Linked DNA regions of Danio rerio: region 2 is linked to region 1. The links are chromatin contacts, called in public HiCAR-type maps. All regions are on one chromosome and are shown on one strand. The core of a region is the stretch at or near the end of the contact, and the rest is flanking DNA. Distances in the headings are between cores, read along the strand shown. Region 1 overlaps mob1ba (MOB kinase activator 1Ba). Region 2 overlaps rhobtb4 (Rho related BTB domain containing 4).

What was found. HiCAR-type assays count read pairs that join an accessible place to other places.
Region 2: a contact with region 1 is called in a HiCAR-type map of caudal fin, with 7 times the contacts expected there. The contact joins two enhancer-like sites. A contact is called at or near these places in 2 of 4 datasets of contacts at active chromatin or transcription factors (caudal fin and gastrula embryo).

Annotation. Positions count from the first base shown.
Region 1 is chr5:43,773,004-43,777,587 of GRCz12tu, reverse strand. It overlaps mob1ba (MOB kinase activator 1Ba), which reads right to left. Exons shown (of 6, transcript NM_200200.1): 2 at 3,342-3,508; 3 at 2,535-2,628; 4 at 2,173-2,306; 5 at 1,780-1,943. Among named protein-coding and RNA genes, the nearest start is that of mob1ba, 6.8 kb to the right of the region's middle. Within about 2 kb of position 2,072, at least 8 of the 62 cell types and tissues checked have an H3K27ac peak or open chromatin away from gene starts, as enhancers often do. A contact at or near this core is called in caudal fin, where this site is marked.
Region 2 is chr5:44,298,179-44,302,762 of GRCz12tu, reverse strand. The region is part of intron 1 of rhobtb4 (Rho related BTB domain containing 4); the gene reads right to left. Among named protein-coding and RNA genes, the nearest start is that of rhobtb4, 35 kb to the right of the region's middle. Within about 2 kb of position 2,027, at least 23 of the 62 cell types and tissues checked have an H3K27ac peak or open chromatin away from gene starts, as enhancers often do. A contact at or near this core is called in caudal fin, where this site is marked.

The sequences.
Region 1 (4,584 bases), core at 823-3,322:
GTTAAAGGTATTCAGCTTTCTTTAAAATATCCTCTTTTGTGTTAAAAAAAGGAAGTCAAACAGTTTTATGACAGCTTAAGGTTGAGTAAATATTGAGTAAAGTTTCATGGTAAACCAGCCCTTCAACAAACTGAATGACTACTGTAATTACATAAAACTTCTGTACATTCTCAGAAATAAAGGTATGAAAGGCAGAAAGAGCAGCTTACAGTTCACAATGCTGAAAGAAAATTCTAAATATTGAATCTGGGTCAGAGGTTTTATTATGTCAAAAGAATTCTGAAACTTCTTTCTAAACACATTATAAATGTACTGCTAAAATACATTACAAAAACTCTTAAGTATGTAGAGAACTATACTGCACTAGAAAAATCAAGCATTGCCCAGGCCATAACACAATAACTACTGCATATTACAGTCAGTGGTCCAGTTCAGTCTTAAGATATTATCACAATTCATTACTACAGTCTACATTTTTCTAGCTATCTGACAATTGAGTGATGGCTGGTTTCCCAGAAGTGAGTGTGGTTTCAGTGCCATTAGCAGACATGGCCCTAGTGTTTGAAAGTAAAGTGTCCAGCTTATTTTTCGAAGATTTTGACAACTTATTTTAGATACTTGGCCTTTTTTAGCATTTAAATTTAGCTGGGTGGTCAATAAAACTTTTATGTTATGTGACAAAAACACAAGTTTTAATACTGCTTCACACAGAAAGAATCTAAAAGGGGAAGCCACTGTCTTCAGAAAAGTTCAAATAGTATTTTCTTTTCAAAAGATATCTGAATACATTTAAAATACCAGCAAAGCTGCTTTACTCACAGAACTAAACAAGCGCCACCTGCTGGAAAAGAGTAAATCTGCATTTGTCTACTGTTTTAGTTTTGTACAGGTAGAATAATTTCACTCCCAAACCTGTTGTAGTTGTATCATTATCTTTTTACTTCACACTTTAAAATAAATAAGCACCTTGTTCATTTGAAAACTGTATATATTTTTTTCTTGAATAAATCTGAATAAGCCAATCAGAATATGCAGTTATACATTCACAGAATGAGCCATATTACAGATGCATCAATATATTGTTTGAGCATTGATATCCCAATGTGTGTAACTGCAAGAGTCACATTGCAGGATCAGATTATTTATTTAATATTAAAAGATGAAGATATTATTATTTAAATAATTTACACAATGACAACCTCATCATATGTTTGCTTGTTCAATTTCTATACTTGAAGACTATTAAACTCTAAAGAAAACAAATGTTTCATTTACATATGCTTGTAATTCAATATAATTTAAGCAAACTCACTGCATAGAAAAAGACTTGATCAATCCAGTTTATCTAAATTAATGAAATCTTTAAAATAGAGCTATGCAATTCATCAGGTGAAATTATATTCTCATCGCAATACAAATCACCCAAAAATAATGTATTGCAATGTCAGATTTTAAAGCCATATAAAATAATGAAAGTGATAAGTAATATAAATTCAAAAAGCAAGTGCTGATTTGTTTATGTTTTGTACATTTAAAGTCAAAGTTTTGGTTTCTTTTTTCGATTGACATATATAGCGTGCACAGGCTAGTTTGCAGTCGGCTGTGATGTGGCTATGTGATAGGTTCAAGGTAAGCACACCTATTGCTGGACTAGACAAAACTAGTTTTTTGATGTCTGTGTGGTGTGTCACAGTCGTTAAGCACCACATTCATCTTGTGATAAGCTAAACCGCCCAGCCAAACACAGACTCACGTTTTAGTGACAAAGCACACACACACCTGAACGAAGAAGATAAAGTGCTTGAATGAGGTGTTGAGGTGTGCCTCTTCCTGCAGCTGGATAACTGACTCAAAGTGCTGGTGGTATATGTGAGCATAAACACGGAAGAGTCTCTTCAAAATGGTCTTGGCCACCGACATGAAGTTCTTTGGGAAAGGGACACCTATAAATAATCGCACAAAATACAACATTAAAATCTGTTTTAGAATCCAAGCAGATGAAAAGTGTGGAAACAGTGACCACAAGGGAACTGATACTGTAGATGTGGCAGCTATGTTTTTTGAAATGGCACCACCATGTGGACAATTCACTCCCTAATCAAGGTGAGCTTTATAAAGAAAATGAATAGCAAATTTCTCAATGTTGAACAACAAATTTAAGGAGCAGCACACCTATTTTTGATGGGAAAAGTGTCTCGTCATCAAGCTGATCCTGGACCCAAGTCATCAGGTAATCAATGTACTTTGGAGCTGAACATTTAATTGGCTTTTTTATGTTTGTTCCATCAGCCCAGTGATATTCATATCTGCATGAAAAAGAGAAACAAGTGAGAATAGCAGAAGGATGGATGGATGTTTTACATTTAATCAGCAATGCATGAGGTTGGCCTGTTTTTTGTGTGATTTTGAGCTATTGCGGCTAAACAAAACTTGATACTTCCCTCAAAAACACCTTACCTCAAAACAAATTACCTCAAAAATGTTACACTTTGAAAAGTGGTGTACTACTTAAAATGATTGTTGCTAATACTCACTTAGGTCCAGCAGACATTAATGGGCAGCTTTCCTCAGTGCAGAAGTCTGTGATGGTCCCATACAGCATGTTGATCTGGTTAAAGAAGTCCACAGCTACAAGCAATGAAACATTATTATAGCACAACCCGATCCAAACATCTTTAATCATTTAAAGACTCAGAGAAATAAAATTTACTGCTTGCAAACAATAGGAAAAATATCTGCCCCATGCATTTCCAATAAAACCTCAAGGGATTTGGAAAACTGTGTTGTAATTATATAGCAGAAGTTGGGTACACCCAATATTTCATGAGCTGCGGCAATTAGATGAAACCCTAAACCATAGCAACATCAGAGCTGCCAGAGTGTTTTCAGCCCTCTGTCCCTGAGGCCAATTATCTAAGAAAGACCCACTGTCTCTACTGATAAATAGAGAGGAATGCCAGAGGCCGATGATCAAACTAAGCAAATGCCTTGGAAATGTTGCAAACCAAACAAATATAAAAAAACATGCATGCATGCATACATACATACATACATACATACATACATACATACATACATACATACATACATACATACATACATACATACATACATACATACATCTTTTAGTTTAGTAATTACACTATACATTATAATGATTTCTGTTCCCCCTTGTTAAATTTTAGTTTTTAATACTGTAGACCTACTGACAATTAGCTACAGAGAACAAATATAAAAAAAAAACCAATATGATCGTTGGAATTTTTCAAGTATATGGCAATATACACACGCACAAGGATGCAGACAAGTTTATTTTCCCCAGATTAAAGACACATGCTTACTATTGACTGCCACCCATTCATTAAGGTCCTCTCCATCGGGCAGCATGACGGCCATGCGCAGGTTTCCGCTGCCCAGCGTGGCCTCTGCATGTTTCAGCAGCTCGTACTGGTGTGAGCCCTCTGGAATGTTCTTCTTCGGCTTGAACGTCTTTGACGAGCGGCTTCCACTGTGAACGACAGGAGAGTACTTTAAGTTTGCAGGCTTTGATGAATGCTGTTAACAAACACTGAAACAAAAATGAGTTCTCTGCCACACAATGCTGGGTAACTGATTACATGTAATCTTAATTAAGTAATCAGACTTGAAATGAAAAGAACAAAAGATGTAATTGGATAATATGACCTTTTAAAATTGTTCTAAAGTTTCTAAGGATATTACTGATTTTATGAATTGTATGATTACATGATTAAACTAATTATTCACCCTAATTGTTGTTTCAAACCTAGAACATAATGGCTGTGTAATCATGTCAGTGCACTACCATATAAAATAATTAATCTTTTCTGAAAAAATTGATTTCTGAAAGTTGATTTCAGATAGAGCCAGGCTAAGAGGTCTGCAGTTTGCATGTAAAAGAACATAATACTCCCTTTTCACCTTACAGATAATAGTAAAACAATATTTAAACAGTAGTTGATCTGCAATTATTTTATAAGAATATACTTTTAAATAATTTGAACAAAAAGTATGCACTTTGTGTCATCTTGGTCTCTCACTAAACATCTTTCTTAAAAGGACAAGAGAAAACATGAATTCTTAAGCCTGTCTGGATATCTGCTGTCTGCATTGCAACACATTTGCATGTTCTCTGATGTCAGTGGATTGTTTTCATCTTGCTTTTTTATTACTCATTCACCAGCTTACAACCACCACTGTGGTTCTTTATTATAACTAACCACTTTTTTCAGTTTTCAAGTAATCGAAACAGCACAGTCAGTCATTTTATCGAACATCATGGGGGTTATTTAGAGGTAGGATTTTGTAGATTAAATTGTGTAAAAATGTGTTCAAGGAATAGTTCTCAGTAAACTGAGTGAGGATGAAAGGATTTTTTTCACCTTTTCATGCTGGGACAAAGTAATGCTTACATATTGCCATGAAAACTACTCTTTAAACTAAGAAATGTACTTATTATAATAAAAATATAATATCTAAAGGTATAATCAAGGTTCACTCTTTACATAATATTTACAGAAGCATATTTACAGTTTTGCGTCTTCTCTGCACTGATTTTATAAAAAG
Region 2 (4,584 bases), core at 778-3,277, 530 kb before region 1:
CAATCTAATGGTCTTGTAAATCTTTAACTTGTTCTCAGTGAACGTGTTTTGGCTGAGCGCAAAGATAAGTTCATATATTAATTTATGTAACCATGTACAATAATTCTGCACATTTGACTGATTGCTTGTCTTTATTTACTATATTGTATAAACTTATTGCATGATATACTTTTATAATGGCTATTACTGATTATTAAAACTGATTTTCAGCAAATGAGACAGGGTATGTTTAATTTTTTGTAAAAAAATTATAAAAGGAGGCAGTAATGTCAAAGGCTCTGTTTTGTTATAAATACGCACACAGTGAATATGACGGTCACATAAATATGTAGCTACACGATGCCTCAACATTTTTAGTGCCTGTTAATTAATATCAAAATGAAAATAGGCAGTTCCTTATATCATATATAACAATTTTTTGTTAAGATAGTGAAGCAACGTAGCCAGGGTGATGTAAAAAGACAATAAAAAGTACACTGTTTTTACCCAACCTGTCCTCAGGGGTTTGTTTTCCATACCAAACTTGCGAAGTTTGAACTTACGAGGAAAGGATGCAAGACTGAACTTTGTGCACTTAATATTGAGAAAAGGCCCAAATATGGTAGCGAATGTCTGCAGCCACGCCTCCACTTTTAGATGTCTCCGTTTTCCCCCATTCACATTGACACAGAGCAGCAGCATTTCAAAACAAAATACGGCCTCTTTAGCATTTTCAAAACTATCCCGTTTTCAGGGCTTGAAAACTCCGGGGTTGTGTGGACGGAAGGCGTAACCGTAGCAAAACTAGTGTTTTAAAACTAAAATGTATTATTGTAAACAGGGCAGTAATCAATCAATCGCTTAAAGATATCCGCCTAATTTTGATATCAGACTGATAACAATAACATTAAAAATAGCATGTATCAGCCGATATAGATATGGTCACCAATATATGGTGCTTGTCTAGTTAAAAATTTACGTACAACCACTTTTAAAAAATTGCACTCACCTAAATTCTATTTAGATATACTCCAAACTCTATTTAGATATCAGAGAAAATGTAATATTGTCTCAATGCATTATGCACCTTTGAAATATCTGGAATATTGTGCACATTCTAAACCGACTAAATATACTTTTATTGTACTTTCTTGTCCTTTAAGAGCTTGATCGCTTAATTCGTTCCCATTATATAGACGGGTTGCACAGATCATATAAAAACAATGTCCTTTTGTGATGTACCAAAGAAAGAAACTTAAATCAACACTTGAAAGTTTTAGATGAACTGCCCTTTAACAACACTTGGTCGGGATGTCTACCGTTTCCTTTTATGACACACATAAACACAACAAACAAATGTGTAGAATAACAGCAATGATACCAGAGACATGGACGTCTCATGAAGCTTTTAGCAGAGTCAGTTGAGTGAGTCAGTGTTTTGTCATGGCGAATGAGACGAGCAGTGTGCCACACTAGCGCTTGTTTTAGTGACAGGCAGTGATAGAAACAGTGGGAGGTGAGGTCTGAGAATGAGCGAGAGAGAGAGAGAGGGAAAGAAAGAGAGATGAGACGCGTGGCAGACGCCCACTCCATTCACAAACACTGTTCAGCCCACACAACACTTCGTCTACTTGCATCCCGTTCTGCCAACCACTGTGTGTATATGTGTATGTGTGTGTGTGTGTGTGTGTGTGTGTGTGTGTATGTGTGTGTGTGTGTGTGTGTGTGAATATGTAGGTAGAGAGAAGAATATCACAGCATGTGGACCAACTACAACCCACAAGCAAATATGCCAGTTAATGAACAATAAACTGTTTTGATAGGCTGTAAAAAACTCGGTAGTGCTTTATCAAGCTACTTTACTGTGGCAAAACTGAATGAGGAATTAAACTGAATTTTTTAATGATTTCTTCATGAGCTAGATCTTAATCAAGATTATTCCTCAGTAAATTGACCATGCTTTCCTTTGCTGTGCATCTGTCTTTAAAGATAGTCAGGAACTTGCTCACCCCTCCTGCACTGTGTATGTGTGTGTCTGAGTGTTACGTAACAGCTCCAGTGGCAAAAGGCTGCTCTGTCTGCCGTCACATAACCAGAATCCACAACTAACCTGCGCTCTTAGAGAGAACCTGCAAAGCTCGCTCATAAAACTCTCAAGAAAACAGATCTTCCCTTTAAACAAATGCTAGAACAAGTTTATTCAACCAAATAAGCACACTGGATGTTAACCCCTTCCTTTCACAGTTACCTAATTTCTTTAGCATCTATCAATGCATCATGGCAAGCGTTTCACCTTGTGCGTGTTTGGATGGCTGTTTAAAACGGCATATTTTTAAGTGATTATGAAGAGGATGTGTAAAGACAGGCTGTGCTATGAGCGCAGACTACTTATGTAACATGGTGGTCTCCCGCCAGCTAGTAAACAGGTTAAAGTGGAGCATCATTTTGCAGCACACCAAATTTGATGGAGTTTCCAAATATCCAGATGCTTCGGAAAAACATGTCAGGTAGTCGTCTAGTAAATACAGAGGTAACTAATGTACTACCGCAGCACAGCCCCTCTGAGACGTTTTACACCACATGCCTTTAAACTGCAAGGAGTCAATGTTTCTTAGTGGATCAATGACATTTTATAGCCGAGCCGTGAAGTCGTTCAGAGTGCTGAGTCCTTCAGATCAGACAATGAGCAACATCTTTTGCTTTAATGCCATCGGTCAATGGGCAACAGTGAAGGAATTAACCACTAAAACACTGGGAGATTGACTGTGTCAGTGTGTACTAGCTGTTTCAGTGAGATAATATGGACATTTGCTGTGGCTGGCTATAGAAAGTGCCTGCTTAAGTAACATTTATTGCATCAATGTTTTTGCATGTTACAATATATCCAACCAAGTGATAATGAAAAGCTTGTTAAAATGTAAAATGCAATTGTTCAAATAAACATAAAATATTTTTAATATTTTATGTTTTCTGTCAAGAACTTTCTGTCAAGTGTTATTAGATAATAACAGAATTATAATAAGTAGGGAAACATATTTTAATATGAACAAAATAATCCAAATAACAAAATTTGAACTCACTCTCTTTCCTTCAGATTAGTCTCTGCTTTTTTACCAGAGGTCACCATGGTAAAATGATCTGTCTACATTTGAACTCAAAATAATAAAAATTATCTGTTTCTATCACTTATTTATACATATGATCAAAACTGCAACACCATGTATAATGATAAAACTGAAAGATTACCTGTTCTGATATTGACCAAACACTTAAACTTACTAAAATATAGCATGTAAAAAATAACTTGCATTATCATAATGGTTTTAATCACTGACCTCTATATATTAAATATAGTTAAAGTTACAGTGCTTAGCATATACAAGTACACGCCTCAAAAATCTTTTTAAATTCATATTTTAATAAGAAGCTATATAATATTATATATGTACATTAGATTAATCAGTACTGAAGCCAAATCTGGAGCTTATCTAACCAAATAACTTACACTAATGGTCCAAAAACTAGTACACCCAAATTTATGTTAAGAAAAAATATTAAATACACATTTAAACAAAATAAAAAAATCAAGAGAAGCAAAAAAAAAAAGAAAAAAAGAAATGGAATCATTTAGTTGAAATTTTGTAGGTTGTAATTTATTTTTGCAATATTTTGCTTGAATTTTATTGTATTATCTTTCAGTTTCTAAATATGTTTGGTGACTAAAATATTATTTTATTAAATATATCTTTTTAATAAATCTGTTGTTTGTTTAAATGCACCAAAATACATTCACTATATTCACTGAAAAATTGACAAAAATGTTCATTTTCAAAATGAGTTGTACTCAATTATGCTGAGCCCTGTATAATATATACTACAGATTGTTCTTTCCACAAAATGTAAAATTAATTCACCCCTTTAGGATTAGCTCAGTCATTTTTGTGCTATGAAATCGTAATTACCATATTTTGGCACTGTTTGAAAGGTTCATGTCAGCAAGAATGACCAACAATTTGAAGCAATTGCACAGAGAGATGTACACAAGTCAAGCTTATTCATAAAAGAGTAACCACTAAATTAAGTGTTCAGCAAGACTTTAACTATTTAGCACAGTGACCCACATGGACTAGAGCAGCGTCATGAGTCCTATGGACCTAAGCTGTCATGTGCACTATAAATACAACCGCACCTTTACCCTTGAGAACCAACTCAGCAATGAGAGACTCATAAAAGCCAGCCATGGAAAAAAAAAGGAAAGGCAGAATCCCCAGACTTCAGTTCTAAATGCACAAATGCAAAAACCAAAGTGTATTTTTTTGCGGCTTATCTGAATGCACTTTAATTGTGAATGATCGTGCAGTGTTTGTTTTACTATATTTGTTTTATTATTATCACCATCTCACTTTGGTCAAATATTTTTAGATAACGTGAGTGTGTGCAAATGTAAGGTAATTAGGTTAGAAGTAGTATAGTAGTCTGTGAGTCACAGCAATTGAGAAAAGCATACCACAATTATTGTCATTAAGTTCTATACGGCATGACAAAGCAGGATGTTCACTATAGTTTGCAAAAGAGGGTGTAGCAGCAGCTGATTGCCGCCAAGTG